Regions from separate parts of the Mus musculus genome. Here region 1 is linked to region 2. The links are chromatin contacts, called in public Hi-C maps. All regions are on one chromosome and are shown on one strand. The core of a region is the stretch at or near the end of the contact, and the rest is flanking DNA. Distances in the headings are between cores, read along the strand shown.

What was found. A called contact is a pair of places that touch in the nucleus more often than the background predicts.
Region 1: a contact with region 2 is called in a Hi-C map of uterus. The contact joins two enhancer-like sites. A contact is called at or near these places in 3 of 39 promoter capture datasets (the C10 cell line, cranial neural crest and hippocampal neurons), 1 of 484 Hi-C or Micro-C datasets (uterus) and 1 of 115 datasets of contacts at active chromatin or transcription factors (embryonic stem cells).

What each region holds. Positions count from the first base shown.
Region 1 is chr6:97,580,151-97,586,213 of GRCm38.p6, forward strand. LOC115486428 (a long non-coding RNA gene) reads left to right here. Exons shown (of 2, transcript XR_001785333.2): 1 at 1-259. It also overlaps a transcript of Frmd4b not described here. Among named protein-coding and RNA genes, the nearest start is that of Gm23510, 11 kb to the left of the region's middle. Within about 2 kb of position 2,796, at least 19 of the 459 cell types and tissues checked have an H3K27ac peak or open chromatin away from gene starts, as enhancers often do. A contact at or near this core is called in uterus, where this site is marked.
Region 2 is chr6:97,276,198-97,281,862 of GRCm38.p6, forward strand. No RefSeq gene overlaps it. Among named protein-coding and RNA genes, the nearest start is that of Gm32191, 26 kb to the left of the region's middle. Within about 2 kb of position 1,929, at least 246 of the 459 cell types and tissues checked have an H3K27ac peak or open chromatin away from gene starts, as enhancers often do. A contact at or near this core is called in uterus, where this site is marked.

The DNA of each region.
Region 1 (6,063 bases), core at 1,546-4,045, 300 kb after region 2:
GCAGGGAACTGGGGGTTATCATAGATGAGTTGGGAGGGTGAGGGGCGAATATGATCAAATAGCATTGTACAAAACTCTCAAAGAACTAGTAGAAAAATTTAAGGGATCAGATGGTTACAGTTTTACTCAGAGCTTCAATCTACCTTTGAACTTTTACGTCTTCAGGGATAGTGGGACAACCACTTCACACGTGGATTTAAGCATTTGTGAAATAAACCTGACAGCCAAGCCAGAAGAAGTCCCTGCATGGAGAGTGGAGGTAGGCATGAAGTCCCGCCTCCAGCAGAGGAGCTATTGGTGATTGACAGTTGCTGGGAAAGAGAGAGAGAGAGAGAGAGAGAGAGAGAGAGAGAGAGAGAGCCAATTTTAAGAGCATAGCCACTGGCAAGTGGACCATGTTCCAGAGGAAGGCGGTGAATTGGAGAACATTTGAATGGCAGAGATAGGCCCACATGGGTTTAAGGAGTGTGGCCTAAGGTTGGGTGGATAGGGAAGTGGGGTGGATTTGAGAGGAGTTGGGGAGTATGAATATATCCAAAACACATCATTATATCCTCAAGGAACTATATAAATATTCCGAAGACACATAAAAAGTGACTCATACTTTTTGTTTATAGCCAGTACACAAAGTAGAAGAACTATGTTCAAGACAGCTTGTTCAGGAGTGACTCTTGAAGCCTGACAGCTAAACATTATTTGGCAGAAATTAAATGCAGTCCAAGAGGATAAGGAAGCAAGACCATGGCTTCTGACCCTGGCTGAACAGAGCAGCTTGCTTCAAGTGTTCAAGTAGGAGAAAGGATATTTATGTGAGAAGTTGGCTTCCCAGGACTCCATACTTTCTGTTTCAGTGTAGTAAGTGGAGGAACACAGTCATTCATGAAGATCTGTATTCCCTTCAAGACTCGGGGCTTTAAAAAAAAAAAGGACCATATATTATAGACTCCTTTTTCTCACTGTTCTAAGTAATCTTTGGTTGTTTCCCAGAACTTGGGTCTGGTCTATGACTCCCCAGATTTCTTCTCTCTCCTGGATTAAAATAGTCATGAGCAGACTGTAAACATGGGCTGTTCCTGGCTTTGCAGAGCCATTATCATATCCGTATACCTCTGTTTTGGCTTTGTGTTTTGCTTAGTACTGGGGTGGGTACCCAGGGCCTTGTGCATTTAAGGTAGGGACCCTTCTACTAAGCCCTAGCCCTTACTCATACTTTCAAGTAAGGGCTGATAGAGGACACACCAGGGTAACTAAGACAAACGTATAAAGGCCCCTCCAACTGCAGCTCTGTGTGTAGGAGTGAAAAGTTAGGAAGACTCTAAATGCCCATCAGGACGTGATACAGCATGACTTTTAATATCTATTTGCAAAAATAAGAACACAATATGAGTGTTCTACAGAACTGAAAGACACACATATACTTACACATACACATATGCATAGACTACCACACACACATACATTATCTGAGAACTTAAAATCCATACTCACTTCCTGAGAGAGAATCTCAGTGGCAGAGGCTAAAGGGAGGTAAATTTTCTACTAAGTAAACAGATAGCTCATTGTATATGTATGTACCTCACTCATCTTCTAAAAAATTAAGCCAAAATCATGGCTAGTATGTAATTCATTTTGTCTGTGGATATTAAAAAATAGACCTTTAACATGCTAAACAATCTCTCTCTCTTTCTCTTTCTCTCTCTCTCTCTCTCTCTCTCTCTCTCTCTCTCTCTCTCTCACACACACACACACACACGCACGCACGCACGCGCACACACACACACACACACACGCACGCACGCACACGCACATGCATACACAGCACTTATGCTTTTCTGTTCTCAGTGTCTTTACAAGGCTGATGTCTATACTGGAGTCTCCCAGAGGATGGACAACAAGGGATCCATTGTCAGTAAATGTAACCAAAGTTTCTCAAGTGTCCCAATCAGTGACCTTTCTTCTGCTGCGGGATGTTTGCTTTGATGCTACCTTGCAAAGCAAGGGGACGACCTGCAGCATTTGTCTTATAGGGTGTGGTCACTACAGCGCACACTCTTCCCAGCTCAGACACCAGTGTACAGCAGCAAAATCACCTTCTTTTACTCTTAGAAAAGAGTGCATTTTAAGTATCTTGATTAGAAGTGTATTTACTCATCTGTCACTCAACTGTGTCTCAACTTTCTCATCGTTAAAATGGGCCTGATAGCATCTATGATGAGGTTCAAGAGTTAAAACTAGATGTCCTAGGGCCAGGGGACAGCTGTTGGGAAAGTACTTGTTTTGTAAGTATCGGGACCTGAGTTTGAGCCCTGGGACCCACATTAAAAAAAAAAAAAAAAAAAAAAAAGACAGATGTGGGAGTTCATACTTGTAATTCTTATGCTGGGGCAGTACAAACAAGCAGGTCTCTGGGACTCAGCTGGCCTAGTTGGTAATTTTCCAAGCTAGTGGGGGACCCTATCTACACAGGTGCATACACACACACCCCTCTCCCCCTCACAAAACCCAAACGAACAAGACACTGGATTCAGTCTATCACATGTGTCTTGAAGGTCAAGCCCAAGATGCTGATGTTCCCAAGATGAAGCAAAGATCAGTACTGAGGGCACCCGGAGCCAGGTGGAGCAATTGTGGGTTGCATGTCAGTCAGACCTGTTTGTCTGAGGCCAGAAAGGCCTGTAGAGGAAGAGTAGAGGTCAGGGGCAAGGAGACACAGAGGCCATCCTGGTCGCCATGGCCCCGGGAATGTTTTTCAGGCTTGGGAAAGATTCGAGCCAGCTGTCAAGGAGGCGGCTCTTATCTATGGCTCATTGGTTGCTGCAGAGACCACGCTATTTGTAAACACTGCAGGACTCCCAGGGACTGCTCCTTGGATTTGGTGTTCATCCACCAGCTGCCTTCCCCGCAGGATCCTCTCATGTAATAAAGAAAAAGTGTGAGGAGACTGTACCCAGGAGGCTCCCACAAGAGCATCACAGCTATGTCAGATTAAAAAACCCGCAGCATGTGGAAAAGAACTTTACCCTCATCTACAAATTTCCTGAGGTGCGAAAAAGCCAGTTCAACCATAACATATCTGCAGATACATTGATTGGGAGCCTAATGATACTTAGTGTGTCCTCTGTGGGTCAGAATCGCGCTGTCATAAGAAGCGATTTTTGTGGGTACTAACCCAGCTTGGGGAGGCTGATAGTGGAAACATGCCTTAAATAAAACAAAAAAGGTGACACAGGGCATGTTGACACAGGACACTGATCCCAACACTCAGGAGTTAGAGGCCGATGAATCTCTTTTGAGTTCCAGGTTAGCTTGCTCTACATAGTCCTGTTTACAGGCCAGACAGAGCTAGTGAGACTGTCAGAGAGAGAGAGAGAGAGAGAGAGAGAGAGAGAGAGACAGAGACAGAGACAGAGACAGAGACAGAGACAGAGACAGAGTCAGAGATGATCAGAGAGACAGACAGACAAAAAGAGAGACAGAGAGACAGACAGAGAGACGAAGATAGAAGTCTCTTGACTTCTTAGAATCCTCTGAACATTTTCACTAACCCTAACTACAAGTCTTTACTGAAAATAGAGGTCTGCACACATGCTTATCCTATTTCTTTCTGTTAGACATGTTACTGTCCACCACAGCTTATGGCATCCCAAACTCCTGAGAGGTGGTGATTCAGAAGTTTTCTATCGCAAACATCTCCAGGCATGGGGAGGGACACAACATTTTGTAATTCACTGGCTGTGCAGCAGTGACTCTTCAGATGACAATGGTGATAAAGATTAGATGAAGCACACTTTGTATTCAGGAGCTGAGCAACTGGGCTCATGATCTTTGGCCTACTATTTCAAAGCCCGGGATTGCATCTGAAGGAACTAAAGTCGACGCGTGCGAAGATTAACTCGTTAAAGGTGCTTTATCTTGGGAGCTACGCAAACATCCATCATTACTTAAGGAATAAGCAGCATGAGGTCAGAGGCGGGGATGCAGCTGAGTTGGTGGAGAGTTTCCCTAGCCTTCATGAAGCCCTAGGTTCAGTCCTCAGCACTGTAAATGGGAATTAGTAGTCAAGTCCCAGAGCCCTGGGGAGGTAGAAGCCGGAGGATTAGAAGTTCAAGGGAATATTCAGCTATAGAGAGAGTTTGAGGCCAGCCTGGGCTAGAGATCTTGGCAATAGATAGATAGATAGATAGATAGATAGATAGATAGATAGATAGATAGATAGATAGATAGATAGAGTGGCTGATCTATAATATGGGATGCTCAGCAATAAATTCTGAGTGCCCAGAATGGGTGAACCCCTTATTTTTTGTAATAGTAAATGAAGTAGGACAGATACAGAGGCCCACACACTGTAGGATCCAACTAACCTGACAAACCCAGAAAGGAGAGACCCAGAGTGCAGACTGAAGACTGACTGGATCTGGCATGGGTGGGGATAGGACCAACTATGATGGTTACAGGTTTCTTTTGTAACAAAAGAAAAACGTTCTAGCATCAGGTGATGACTGTTAACATTGCTTAGAACACACTAAAGATTGTTGAACTATACACTTTATATGGGTCAATCTTATGATCTATAAATTTTATCTCAAGAAACCTGCTATAAAAATCATTCATCTCATTGTTGGCTTAAATGGGGGAAAAGCCTTAAACAGCCAAAATAGAGTTGGGCAAGGTGCTGTGAGCCTCATCTCATTTTGCAGATGAGGGCAGTAAATTTGGAATAGGGCACTTACTTTACCCCAGGACACAAAAGGGGACAGCTGCTCACAGCAACTTTTGTCTCCTTAGCTGGTGGTCTGAAAAGTGGGAAGTGGTCACCCTGTGAGAGCTAGGCATTGTGGGAGTAGAGAACCCTCCAACTCCCATTTCTGTAATGGATTTCAGACTTTTAAAACTTCTGTTGGAGGTGTTTCATACTCTCTCTCCCCCCCTCTCTCCCCCCCCTTCTCTCATTTTCTGCTAGCTTCTTGTAAGGCACTATTCTAAGGGCTCTACATACAAACATTTAATTCTCACAACAACCCTCTGAAAAGGCTAAGAAAGAGTCTTTGGTCTTACAAATTATCCCAATACTTTCACTAGAAATAGTACACTAGAGCAGTAATGCACACACATCTATATTATGCTGGAACAGTAATGCACACACAGCTATGGTATACTGGAACAGTAATGCACACACAGCTATGGTATACTGGAGCAGTAATGCACACACAGCTATGGTATACTGGAACAGTAATGCACACACAGCTATGGTATACTGGAACAGTAATGCACACACAGCTATGGTATACTGGAGCAGTAATGCACACACAGCTATGGTATACTGGAACAGTAATGCACACACAGCTATGGTATACTGGAGAAGTAATGCACACACAGCTATGGTATACTGGAGCAGTAATGCACACACAGCTATGGTATACTGGAACAGCAATACCCACACAGCACACACAGCTTACAAGTCCAGTTGCCTGTTATTTAAGGAAAAGGATACAGATGATCTTACTGTGCAAACCTCAGAGACTATTTACATAACCAAAGAGGCCAATATGATCACTAGACACTGTCATCTTATGTGACAGACCACGTTACATTTATGGCCGATTACTGACTGGAACATTAAGCAACACATGACAATAAGTATGCAAATTTGGGGCTGTCTGCCTTCTTTTTAAACCAATAGGACACAGAATCAAAACTGTAACTATGTCGTGAGTATATACAACATTACTTCCAGAATAATATTAAAGCAAACAAAATTGATCTTTGTGGGGACTAATTCATATGCATGAGTGTGTGTGTGTGTGTGTGTGTGTGTGTGTGTGTGTGTGTGTGCTTTTAGAAACAACGCCAGTCCTAAGACTAGAGACAGTGACCTCCCCCACCCCCCACCCTGTGCTGGAGATTCTTCCTGCTGCTCCTGCCTCACCCTCATTCTAGTGGGAGGTGACTATCCCTTCCCCTTCCGTGCCATCTCCCACTACTGGGCCGACATCCCTGGGCCAGGAGAAGGGATGAGTGTCCCTTCCATGATCTCTCCCACTGCTGGGCCACGTCCCTGGCAGC
Region 2 (5,665 bases), core at 679-3,178:
GGCAGGGGCGAGAGGGACAGTCTCGTTGGGCCCGGAGGTGTTCCCCAGAGGAATCACCACCATGTGACGGGCCAAGTGCGAACGGGAAGGGGACCTGGGAAAGGAGGGGGACAAAGAAGGACAAAGAGGGAGGAGAGAGGAAGAGGATGGCCATGAACTTGTGGGGAAGAGAGAGATGGAGAGAGGGAAAAGGGGGAGAGAGAAGAGGGGCGAGAAAGGGAGGGGGAAGAGGGGGAAGGGAAGGGGGAAGGGGAGGGGGAGGGGAGAGTTTGGCTATTAGTACCAAGCAAGCAGCTGCGCAAGCTGTTGCTAGGTAGCTGTTGGGTGGAGCCTAGAGGAATTGCCAAAACTAACCAGGGAGATCCAGACCGTTTTGAAATTGCAGCTCTATTTACTAAACCATCAGGTTGCCTGGGTGACAGGGCGATAAAATAGAGGACACACTGGGGACATGGATGCACTCCATGTAGGTTCACCCTTTGCTTGTTTCAAATTCAAACCTAACTGGGTCTTTGTCTCTGTTTGTTAAACACATCACCAGTAAACTCTACCACATGGCCAGTAAAATGACAGCCTACGGTAGAAAGCTCTGAGCCCAAATCTCTGCCAACAAGTAATAGTATGAGGGTGGGGGGATGTAGCTCAGTGGTGGAATGCCTGCCCAATATGTGTAAAGCCCTGGGTTCTGTCCCCAGCACCAGTGAATCAAGCCCGGTGGCACACACCTCTAATCCCAGCACTCAGGAGGTAGAGGCAGGAAGATTACAAGTTTAGGGTCGTTCTCTGCTACACAAGTTGGAAGCCAGCTTTGGCCATGTAAGACTCTATGTCTCCTCCTCTTCCTCCCCTCCCCTCCTCTCCCCATTCCCCCCTCTTCTATCTCCTCCCCTTCCCTCCCCCTCCACTTCCTTCCTGTCTCTGTCTCTATGTCTTTCTTTCTCTGTCTCCCTGTCTGTTTCTGTCTCTCTGTGTCTCTGTCTCCTTCTCTCTCCCTTCACACACATGACTGCGCAGAGTTAGATCCATGCCCAGCTGGCATGTGTCTCTGTGCTGCAGCCCCAGCCCCAGCATGCACGAGGCCCTGTGATCACCCCAACGCTGTGGTCCTTCTTCATATGCCCTTTAAAAGGTGACTTGCACCAGGATGCTCCTGTGTGGGGGTGATTTCCTCTGTACTTGATTATGTGACCTTTGGTGTGTCTGAGCATTTATCCTGGGCTCTCATTCTTGTATCTAAAGCAAACAAAGATGTCACTGGGCCCTCTTGTTATATGTTGGCACAGTACCAGACAGGGACAAACCATTTGTTGTTTGAAGCAAAGGAAAAACCAGTCACATCAAGCCTGTCTTTACTTAAAAAATTTAAAAAAAACCAAAAAGCAGAATTTGTGTGTATGTATAAATTAATTTTGATTTTCTAAAAGACTGTGTTTAAAAAATCTTGCCAGTTTGGCTTGTTTGACTTTTTTTTCCCCCTGAGAAAGTACTTTACTTTTTATAAACCTCTACTGTGGTCTTCAGTGACTATTAAAAATGTAAGTCTTACATTATTGATGTTTAAATTTAATGCTGTTAAATGTTACTAACTCTCTTCCTTGCAGAGTCCCATTAGAAACAATAACAAGACGTGGCTTACTTTGTCCCAAGAACTGAGGCACACGTTATTAAGAGTTAGATGTTATTGAATCCCTACATTTCTCCATGCTTCTAACCCCCCAAACAACTCCCCCAAGAGCACAGCGAGTAATCAGAAGTGTTGGGGGTTAGAAATTAGAAACTGGGCTTTCGTTAGGTTTGTTTCCTTCTCCCTGTAACCTACAGCACCTTGTTCATACAATATTGAGAATCCCGAATCCAGGGCAGCTAGGAGTGCCTGCCTGCAGTAAACCGGGACGGCCCCTAGGTGTCCTTCTTAACCAATATTGTACGCTCTGAAAGTCCAGACCCAGCCCAACGATTAGAAGAAACCTGGTCCTAGTTAGTCTAGAAGGTTCTGTCCAGATGAAGGGCTTATGCACTGAGCCGGGGCACCTCTCCGTGCCCGGGAAAGGCAGGAAGGACATTATCTGCGTGTGACACCTCACTGCACAGACTTCTCACTCGGAACTGTCCCAGCTGCCCTTGCACAGAGGAGGGTTTGCCTAATGTTAGGTCTCAAAGAAACCCAGGGCAATTGGCTACCTGAGGTGCCTATTAACATATCAAAGCTGACTCTGGCTACCTCTCAGTAGCCTGTGGCTTCTCCCTGAACTTCTCGCCCCTCCCCCTCTCCTTCCCCTAAACCTCTGTAGCCCGCGGATTGGGCTTTCCTTCCCCCAGCCTCTGATCGCTATATAACTCAGCCATTTTAGTTACATGCCCTCTTAGTATCTTGGTTCCTCTCTTGGATCGCTTGCCACTCCTTTCCTCTCTCGCCTCCCATCCCCGACCGTGGCCCAGTTCAGTCTGGACCCTTCCAGATGCCTTTGGCTGTCCTCTCCCTCACACCTACAACAAAACCTTCTCTCCTCAGCCAAACCCTAGGAGTGGTCTTGGCCTCATTTTCCAGTCGCCTAGGAATCTCAGGTCTACAGGACACACTTCCCATACTGAATGGTTTTGTTCTCAGCTCTGTCTAAAATTTTCCCAGGATGCCTGAGAGATAAATTCTTAAAAAAAAAAAAAAAAATTGGCACTTAGAACTCTTTTCCAAATTTAACTGCCTGCCCTCTTGTTTTTTTTTTCCCCCCTCTCTCTAAATCTTTTGCTTGTTTGCTTTCTTATGTGTGCAGAAAAGGCAGTGACTTGTCTTGGAGCCAACAGCATGACCTGACGCAGCATGAGTTAGGGAGGTGCCAGGGTGTCTGATTTAAGGTGGTACTCACTCTTGAATACTCACAGGTATAATTTGCCCTGACCTTGCCGGACAGCTGAGGGGGGAGGAGGAGGTGGAAAACACCCATTCAGGTCTCTAGTGTAGCCTACCTGTCCGTGCACTCTGAACGGAAGGAACTCACACTTCACAAAGGCTGTCTCTGGAACCCCGCCTTAAGTGCCTCTAACTACACACCGGGCACAAGACTAACATCCAAGAGCTTTGGGCTGGGATTAACTGTGGTGGCCTTGCTGTGAGGATTAAATGAGGGGGGAAAATTCTAGGAGCTGGGGGCAGGAATCAACCCTCAGCTGGGATGTTTATTTCAGTACTGTTATTTGAGTGGCTAAATGAATGCACCTCGGGTCTGGGGCTAGGGAGATGACTCAATCGGTAAAGCAACTGCCCCCTGACAGTGAGGAGCTCAGGTTGGATCTTGAAAAGGCAGAGAAGGCCAAGTGACAGAGCTGCACGTCTGTATTCCAGTAGTCGGCTACACATTTGTAATCTAGTGGTCCTACAGTGAGCTGTGAGGCAGAGACAGGAGATTTCCCAGAAGTCCATGGGCCTGCTAACCCAGCATAAAATAGTGCTGGACAAGCAAGAGACTCACTTTCAAATAAGTACTGTGGCAGATGTACTATGACGTGTGCATGCTATCACTCATACACAGGAACACGAACACATACAGAGAGACACAGACAGACAGACAGACAGACAGACACACACACATACACACACGGGTGGGGTAGGGGTGTAAAAAAAAAAAAAACAGCTTTCTAGATCAGGAGCAGCACCTACTAGTTTCCCACACAGGTTACTTTATTCTCGTCAGGTACATGCTGTGCTGCACTGTTTGTGCCCATTACACTGGGCAACTTGTACGGTACCCTGGTGAGTCCTGTAAGAACCCGAGGCCTAGAAGACTAATGCTAGTTCTAGAAACCAGCAAACACTGAGCCTGGGACAGACTCCAAGCCAGATAGTCTGTCTCCAAGACAGCCTGACTTCAAAGCCCACACCTCTAACCACTACTTTATGAAGACAGTGGTGTCTGTCCAGACACCACCATCAACTCCCTGAAAGGCTTCTCCAGTAATTGAAGGGTGCCGGGGATGCCTCTCCCAGCCTGGAGCTCCTGGGATTCCTGATGAGACCTTTTCCATTTCCCGGCTTTTGATCTTTTTAGGATGCCTGTATTTTCTGGGGAAAGGGCAAGCTAGATAATAAGTTCCCCAACAAGTGTGTGTGTGTGTGTGTGTGTGTGTGTGTGTGTGTGTGTGCTGTGTATATTGGGAAGGAGAGACATGGGATGACGTGAGGCTCATTCCCAGCAAGAGAAGCATTTAGGGGTACATCTTGCAAATGCTGCAGCGCATTTTCCTCCATGTTATTTGCAAAGATTATTCTAGCCCACTGGCTGTCCCCTAACCCTTCATGGAGACTCTAAGTCGAACCCTGATGGAGAAACCCAAATCGCCCCTCTTGTGAACTCCCTGCAAGCCTGAAAGTATGTGGACTGGACTTTTCTTCCTGATTGCTGGTTGTGACAGTCACCCTGCTGAGCTGACTCCCAGCCTTTCCTTCTACTTCTTTCCCAGGCTTTTGTTCTTCCTCCTTTTCTGTTTTCGTTTTTCATTTGGTTTCCATTCAAAGCCCTTGCTCTGTCACTGACTGCTTCCTCAGCAGCATCCTGGTCCTCACAGAGCACGTGACGGCAACATCAAGGGCAAAGTTGGGAATTCTAGCTTTAACAGTTACTGTGTGGTCATGGGACCAAAGGTTTGGCAACCTTTCTGAGCCATTCTTCATGGCCTTGTCAGGGCATACAACTTTCCGATAGAGTCACAGGAGAGGGCTAAGTGAATTGACACACAGGACAGTTTGAATGCCGTTGTGAGGGCTTTCTTTTCTGTTGCTCAGACTTCTTTAATACTAGCCTCAGTATTTGGGGAATGACCTCATCCAGCATCAACTCCTCAAAGGGACCTGGGATGTCCCACCAATCTCAGGTAGGATTCGTGCCTTTATTCTCTCTCATCACCCTTGGTCTTTTTTTGCGGGAAATATTAAAAAAAAATTAAAATAAAAGGACCTGTAGACCTGCGCTACTGCTGGCAACTGGTGGGCCACATGGCTCCAGCTGGGTGATCTCAACTTGGTGGTCTGTCTGGAAGGGGCTGGAGCTCCTGCGTTCCCTCTCTACCACTCCAGCCCCACGCAACGACTGTCCAACTCTCGGTCAGCCGCCACACCACTCATCAACCCGGTAAATCAAAACTCTTGAAGCTTATAACCCATCAGATTTATGTATCAATAAATTCTCAATTTATAAGATGCCAATATAATCATTTGAGAACCAATTGATAATGATAAAAGCTTTATCCCAATTATTCTAATGTTATGGTATCATAACTACCCGTGACTGGTTAAAACCACGCTGGTTCATGTCCGCCTCCATCTTGGCCTTCTCTCTCCAGAGATGCTCTCTGTCTCTGCATCTCTTCTCGATGCCTCCCTTTTCCCTGTCCAATCACAGGCATCCTCTGTACTAATGTAACTGAACAGGGAAAATCCTGTGACAGGTCTTCATAGAATTAATACCAAGCCATTCAAAGAGTTGTGCTTCTCCTTCATGGCGCTGAAGGCTTTGGCTAACCAGCCCACTCTTTCCAATTGCCTGGGTCTGTGACTTATGGATATGCAGTTGGCACACTGAGTTTTAGCTAGTGGTTGGGGTGTCTATGTTTTTCCTGAATCACATGTTTCTTGCCTGACTCTCATCAACAATTATTTACTTCTTTTTCTTTT